Regions from separate parts of the Manis pentadactyla genome. Here region 2 is linked to region 1. A link is a contact called in public Hi-C data. All regions are on one chromosome and are shown on one strand. Each heading gives the region's core, a stretch centred on a gene start, on an enhancer-like site or on the middle of the called end of the contact. The rest is flanking DNA. Distances are from core to core; before and after follow the strand shown. Region 1 holds the start of GHRH (growth hormone releasing hormone). Region 2 holds the start of BLCAP (BLCAP apoptosis inducing factor).

Region 1 (3,349 bases), core at 133-2,632:
ATGTGGTTACCAAGACTCAGAGAGATTAAACACCTTGCCCAGAATCACATGGCTTGCAAGTGGCAGAGCTGAGTTTCAAATCCAAGTCCATTAGCCACCCAAATTCATGCTCCTGTTTAGGCTTCTCCCAGCCACTGCCTGATGCTCTCCCAGCTTTACTGTGATTTTCCCTTCTCTTGATTCTTGGAACATTTGATTCCTCTCTGTATCTACCTGCCTAAGGTGATCACTCAGCTTCTCGCATGCTGCCTTGTGCAGCTGTCTGAAAACAAGGACGTGTACTTTCCTCTGAGCACCCAAGAAAATGCCAGGTGGTGGGCAGGGGAGAAGGCCCACCCCACTCCCTAATGGCAGATATGGGAACTACTGGTTCTAACTGAGACCCATAGAGGAGTGTCAGGGGCTGGCAAAGAGTCTCCATTCCCCGCTCCACAACCAGAGCCGCCCCATTTTTTAAAATCTGTTTTATATTCTGTACTTCCATAGAAGATTTCCAAAGAAAGGTCTATGGCACTTTTTAAAAAGTTGAAAACTGCTCTTCTCTGCCAACTCATGTGTTTCCAAGAATAGAATCTGAAGCCTAGAGGGAGAAGTAAGTTGCAGAGGGTCACAGAGGTCGTGATTGACAGACACAGGAGAGGCAGCAGGCCTCTGGACTCGAAGCTTAAAGCTCTTTCCACTCTTCCACCACAGCCTTATGGGAAACCAGCCCTTCGGCCTCACACACTTTTATGATATTCTTGAAGATTCATTAGCTATAGGCTAGAGAACTCTGGAAGCACAGCTCTCCCAAGGTTTTCCATCTCTTTCCTATCATTTCACACATTTCTGCGGCAACTACCAATGTCTGGCTGCCTTGACATATTACACTGTATGCACCCCAGGCTAGCTGCCTATGCTGGCCTGTGACTGCAGCAGGTGTAAATCAAATAAAGGAAAATTGTGATAATTGGACAACGAGATGGCCAACTACTTCCCTCACTGAGAAGAGAAAAACATCTGTAATGTTGACTACCCTAAAATGAAGGAAAATTGCACATAGACATAACAAAATATATGAACTTTTGAAAAGGCACATTTATCTCAGAGAGTAAATGGAAGTTTTCACCTGTATGAGGACTCCAGTTATCAGAGGAGCGGTACTACTCTCTAATCCTCTCAGAATAATGTAAGTTTGTGCTCTGTCCATTCCCTCAAAGACAAAGGGAACGTTCAATACACCTTAATTTGCAAGGGGCAAAACCTGTTTCCCCTATTAGGGTTTATCAGCGTGATGCTAAAAATGGCCCTTTGGTTGACTTGTGGGTAATTGATTCTCTGATGCTGAAAACACTTAGGAAAATGAAGGTATAAATGATGGGAGCATCACGCAGCCGCCAGAGCACACACGGAGCCCAAGGTCTGTGGACTGGAGCAGCGCCTCGGAGCAGAGGGAGACCTGCACACTGGAGGTGAGGTGAGAGGGCGTAGCTCTTGGGGCTGGGCTGGAGGGGTACAAGAAACTCGACCTTTTCACCCACTCATAGATACCTGGTCAAAGAGGCCCAATGCCTCCTCTCTTCCCATGGACTGGTGAGTACATTTAGGCCCCTGGTTATGGGCTGTGGAACATGCTTTTGATGGTTGGCACCATTCTGAGGTTGTCTCAGATACATGGCACCTCAACTGGTGGGGAAGTGGCAGGCAGGCAGACACGTTTCCAGGTGTCAGTCAGAGGCGGATGAGGTCTCCATGCTCATTCAAGGGTGTGCAGGCAGGCATCTGGGGCAAGACATGATCTGGCTAGATTCTCTTGTTAACAAGGGGGTTCTGCCACGTATCCGAAAGGAGACAAGTGGCTGTGTAAATCAATCCCACTCATCTATCGCTCAGAACGTATTCAATATAATTGCCTGGAAATTGATAACATTTTGCTTTCTTGCTCAGTTGCAACCATAAATCTTGCTCTGGGTTTTAGACACAATCATCTGCCCTTGGAGCACTCCTTTACCCCTTTGCTTGTTTCTCAATCAGTGCTTTAACGGTCCTGAAGGATTTGTGTCTTTCACCGTAAGCTGCCGCAAACCTTTCTGGAAGGAAGTGGGGTGTCTCTCTTTTGAATGGCAGTTTAAGATGTTTCCTCATTAAAAACTTAGATCATCTTTGACTTGGAACACTTGTTGAAACAGCTTATATGAACTGTTTCAGGATGGTAGTGCATTGGAGTTCTTAAATTAAAAAACAGAATATTTAAGAAAGTTAAAAGGCTTTTTTTCCTAGGTGTTCAAGAGTTGCCTTGCTAGTTTGGGCACTTGAGACCTGACCTCTGTTGTTAGCTAAAGACACATCTGCAGAATTCTCATGGCATCCTTGGCATGAAGGCTGGTAAAAGGTGCCAACTGATGCAGATGAAGTGCCTGTTTATCCTGAATCCAGACAACTTCAATTATATCTAACCACAGAATTCATTTGTAAGCACTGTGGAAAGCTAACCAATACAATGACAGATGATAAACCCTGAAGTGCCTTCAGAGCCATCAAGGAGATTGCAGATGGGTGCTACATTTAATTCAGTGAATTCTAGCCTCTGAGACTGGTCATGTGGAATATGCCTGTCAACAGCTATTTTATCCTTGGTGACCCAACCTCTATTCTTGTCCTACCATGAGCTGAGTAACTCCTTTTGTTTTCCATCTTTGTTCAGTGGGACTTTGTGACCCCAGGGATTAGGTTCCTCCAGCCCAGAAGCAGCAATGGTGTCTTGACCCATCCCCAGGGCACATGGTTTATAGCACACACTGTGCCTCTTGGCTGACCAGGCTATGCAGTTGCTCAGCCTCATTCTGAATGAGCCAGGGGTTACTGTATTTCTTATGACTTGCCCTCCAAACTCTGCCTTCTTGTCGAGTTATTTTCAACTCCCTAAATCCACTAGATGTGCATAGGGAGGCACAAACCAAGCAGCGTCCCTGTTTGTCTCCCTTTTTCTCCCCCAGCACCCAATGACCCGGAGCAAAAGCTTTCAGTTTCTCAGAACTGTTTCCCATGTGCAGGTGATGAATTCTGAAGTACCCCATGAATAGGGAGCGCTGTGAATCTGTGAATGGGGTATTGTATCTGGGAGACTGCTGCGGAGCAGGGGAAAGTCTGCTGGCCTGGGGATTTCGAGGTGCATTCTGACACCAATGTGATGGAGGACCGTGGGAAAAGGCCCGTCTCCTCTCCAGGCTCGTTTCCCCAGCTGTAAAATAAAGCTCATGATACCTGCTCTGGAGGGCAGATGTAAGGGTGTGCTGTGGGGGCCAGGAGGGCCCAGGGGCTGGAATCCCTTGTGCCACCCCTGGGAAAGGGGCAGGAGGTGGGGAGGCTG
Region 2 (3,746 bases), core at 900-3,399, 230 kb before region 1:
AGGTGTATGTTTAAATTCAGTAGAAACTGCCAGTTTTCTGGAGTTGTTATACCAATTTCCTCTCTCACCATTAGTGTGCAAGAATTTCATTTGCTCCACATCCTTGCCTCTACTATAAGACTCCTCTTTTCCACCAGTGTTGAATATTGGGTGTGACTGGCATGGGTGCATTTGATCCCTTAGCCCATAAGCAGCACGATAGTGAGAGGCTACATCCAGTTTGCTTGAGTCTCAGCTAGAGGAGGAATAGACATCCTGATGTGGATGTGACCCCAGGAACTGGGGTATCCGTCTGAGGACCATGAGCATTAAACCATCATGAGGACAACAGAACAGAGATGGAACGAATCTAAGAGAAGGAATGTCCTTGATGATATCGCCAGGCCACTCAATCACCCTGCCACTGCGTAGCACACTACTTATTTTTCAAGTCAATTGATTTAGGGTTTTTTGGAACTTGCAACATAAAGGCTACAGCTCATAAGCCCTCCTTGTAACCAAACCCCACGATGACACTTCTGTCCTCCACAGCAGTCAGCCCCACCAAACACTCCTTGAAACCTTCCCTTTGGGATCCCATGCTCACCTAGCCCTCTTCCTACTCCAATGGTCACTGCTTCTCAGCCTCCTTTCTTGGCTCTTCCTCCTCTGCCTGCTTTTTAAAAATCTACCTCTCTCCCTTGGGATCTCATCCAGTGGCATGATATGCCACCTGAATGCTTATGTTACTCAAACTCACTGTGAGTTCCAGTCTCATATAAACTGAGTGCTTACTGACCCTCCCCACCTAGGTGTTACCCAACCATTTCAAAGCCAGACTCACCTCCTCAAAGCCAAACAAATTCTTTACCTTCCCTCTCAATCTGATCTTCCTTCAGCCTTCAGCACCTTAGCCAAGGACTCTTTCACTCCTTCATACTCAAGATGCCTTAGCACTCACCCACATCCAATCGTACATCCTTTACTTCACCACCCTGCCTGAGTTACCACTACTTTGCACCTGGAAACTGCTAACTGCTCTCCCACTACCCACTCCCAAGGGCTTTCTGAGCCATGCACATAGGGGGGCCTTTCAGAAACCCAAATATGGTATCACTGCCCTGATGAAAATGGTTTCTCATTACTCTCAAAATAAAATCCAAATGTGGTACATAGTGCTAACTGCACTACTCCTTGCTCACCCTGCACCCTGCCCCTTCCCACCTCCACATCTGGGATAGTGGTTCTTTCGCCTAGAACACTTTCCCCCTCATTCTTGCCTGGCACAACTCCTTATTGTCCTTGGTTTCTCAGCGTAAATGCCAACTCCCTGAGGAGAATCCACCCTTACCTCTCACCCTACATTAGGGCTCCACTAATTTTTCATAACACTTTATTTCCCTCCACAGCACTTCCCATGATGCAGAATTATAGTTTATAAAACTATTAAATTATAAATTTAATATGAATTATAAAACTATTAAAATGTAGTGATTATTTGGTGACTGTCCTCTCTTCTCTCTCTCTCTCTCTTTCTCTCTCTCTCTTTCTCTCTCTCCTGCACTGCATTTTCACAGACCAGGCGCTCAAGGAATGTGCTTGATTACCTAAATAAATGACTACCCTGAGTCATTCAGTCCTGCTAACAACCCTGTTATGAGGTAGGCATTCCATCAGACATGTGGAAGCAGAAGGTCTGTGAGCTTAAGTGGCCTACCCAAGGTACAGGGTAAGGGGAGAAGTCAGGTCCTGACCCAACTCGGTCCTAAATTGTGAGCCCAGATCTTTCCACTTCTGAGCTTTGACCCCTGTGTGAAAGGGCCAGGGAGGGGGCGGACTTTGAGCCAAGACGTTTTGCCAGAGTACACGAGTCACCCACGTGGGCCACGGAGGCCAGAAGCTCACCTACAGAGCTTAAAGTACTTCCCCTCTGCTCTCAGTGAGTAGCGATCACAATCTGTTGCATATGCATGAAGGGACCATGAACTCGTGATTTGGGACTGCCCATAATGTGCCTGATTGAAAATTCTTCAGGCTTGAAGACTTCAGAGCCCTCAGAGTTCCAAACACGTACATAAAAAGCCTTCAACAGTCATGTTGGAGTACCGTTTGGCGCATATTGGGCTAGGGCGACCCTAATTTGGGTCGTGTGATCAGGCATATGTTTTAGGCAGCCCAACCCCAGGAGGGGTCCTCGGCCGGCAAGACTAAAGACGAAGGGGGCGTCTCCCCTGCTTCCTGCGGCGTCGGTGGCCAACTGAGGTGGAGGGAGGCTGCGGCGGCGAAGGCGACAGTGGTTTCGGTGCCATGGCAGGGCTCACAGGTACTGTGGCGTCGGCCTCCTGGGGTCGGGGTGAGAGGACCTCCATGCGGCCGCGCCGCCATGTTGTCCCTTCGGGGTCACCTTAGGCGTCCACCCGTACCTCTCTGGGGTTTTCTTTCCGCGCACTCTGGGGGCCACCCCTGTCCTGTGTCACATGATCGCCCTCTTTGACCCTAGCCTGGGCCTGGGGTGGCGAGGTGTCCCTTCCTGGCCTGGGGGCGGGCCACTGGACTCCTAGGTTCTCGTCCTGGCCCTAAGGTCAGTGCTAGCCGGTCTACCCCAGGGACCGGGCGTATAGAGTCTGGAAGCGCGGTACTGCGGCCTGAGACCACCCCCTCTTCGCCTCCGGGCCCAAAGCAGGAAGCCCAGCTTCTGGGAGGCCTGTCATTCTGTCCCTTCCACTTCATTTGCATTTTTTAAGTCAGAAGGGGCGTGGGGGAGAGGGGAGAAAAGGGTCTCCCACCCCGGGCCTCCGCTTTAGTATATGGGGTGATAAGTTGACGCTCTGCTTTGAGTCACGGGTGCCTCCTTACCCCCTCCAACTTTACAGCAAGTCTAAACACCCGTTTCCTTTCCTCCAATGTGTACGAGGAGTGGCCCTCAAGGGCAGCTGAAGGAACGGAATGCTGACACACTAATGGCCTGGAAAGAAAAATGGGGGATGGGGGACAGTTGCTTTTTCCTTCCCTCTTCCAAATCTTTAATTTCCTTCCAAGCCTCCGTATCCCTTTTCACCGTTAAATGTTGGGACAGTCTGGGGTCTGTCCTAGGAAAGAAATGGTCTCTCAGTTTATAGGTTCGGATTGTGTTTTATCCCTTTCAGGGAACTGGTGTGTTGGGGACAGATTCTGTTTGCCCTGCATGACATGGTCCAACCATTCCCTCAGCCTTCTGGACGGCAACACCAAAACCAGGACCAACAAAAAAAAAAAAAAGTTCCAGCTTAAGTGCTATTGTCAAGTGTTAGGTTTTGTTTATTTGTTCGTTTTAAATCAGAGACTAATTAATGTCAAGCATATTTGTTAAAGATTCAGAGCCCTGGTCAGTTTGCAGTGACCAAACCAATTCCGTATCTGAAATTGGTCTGGTTAGAATTGCTGCCAAAAACACTTTAACCTTTTATCTGTAATATGTAGTTTCAAAAAAGGAATCTGGAAGTCTGGGTTTGGCTGTCTCTTTTGTTGTTCTCTTATCTTTGAAACATATGCATTCCATTTCAAGCCTGTCATTGTGTGATATACCAAGGACCATGTGTTGCCTGCCTCTGCCTTCCTGTTCTGGGAGTGCTTAGGAATCTGCATCCTGCTGGGGTATGGGTCCTGTGGGAGGGAAAGGGGGAACAGGATCATTCCCAGAGAAGACGGTGACATGTCTCTGGGGCATATAGAGGAAGTCAGAGGTCACCAGGGAAAAAGAGACTGTTATTAGATTCGTGTGTGTGTGT

The links. A called contact is a pair of places that touch in the nucleus more often than the background predicts.
Region 2: a contact with region 1 is called in a Hi-C map of fibroblasts, with 11 times the contacts expected there. The contact joins the promoter of BLCAP here to the promoter of GHRH in region 1. A contact is called at or near these places in 2 of 3 Hi-C or Micro-C datasets (fibroblasts and skin fibroblasts).

Annotation. Positions count from the first base shown.
Region 1 is chr5:158,036,193-158,039,541 of mManPen7.hap1, reverse strand. It overlaps GHRH (growth hormone releasing hormone), which reads left to right and starts at 1,382. Exons shown (of 5, transcript XM_057503238.1): 1 at 1,382-1,451.
Region 2 is chr5:158,265,865-158,269,610 of mManPen7.hap1, reverse strand. It overlaps BLCAP (BLCAP apoptosis inducing factor), which reads left to right and starts at 2,149. Exons shown (of 2, transcript XM_036902323.2): 1 at 2,149-2,302.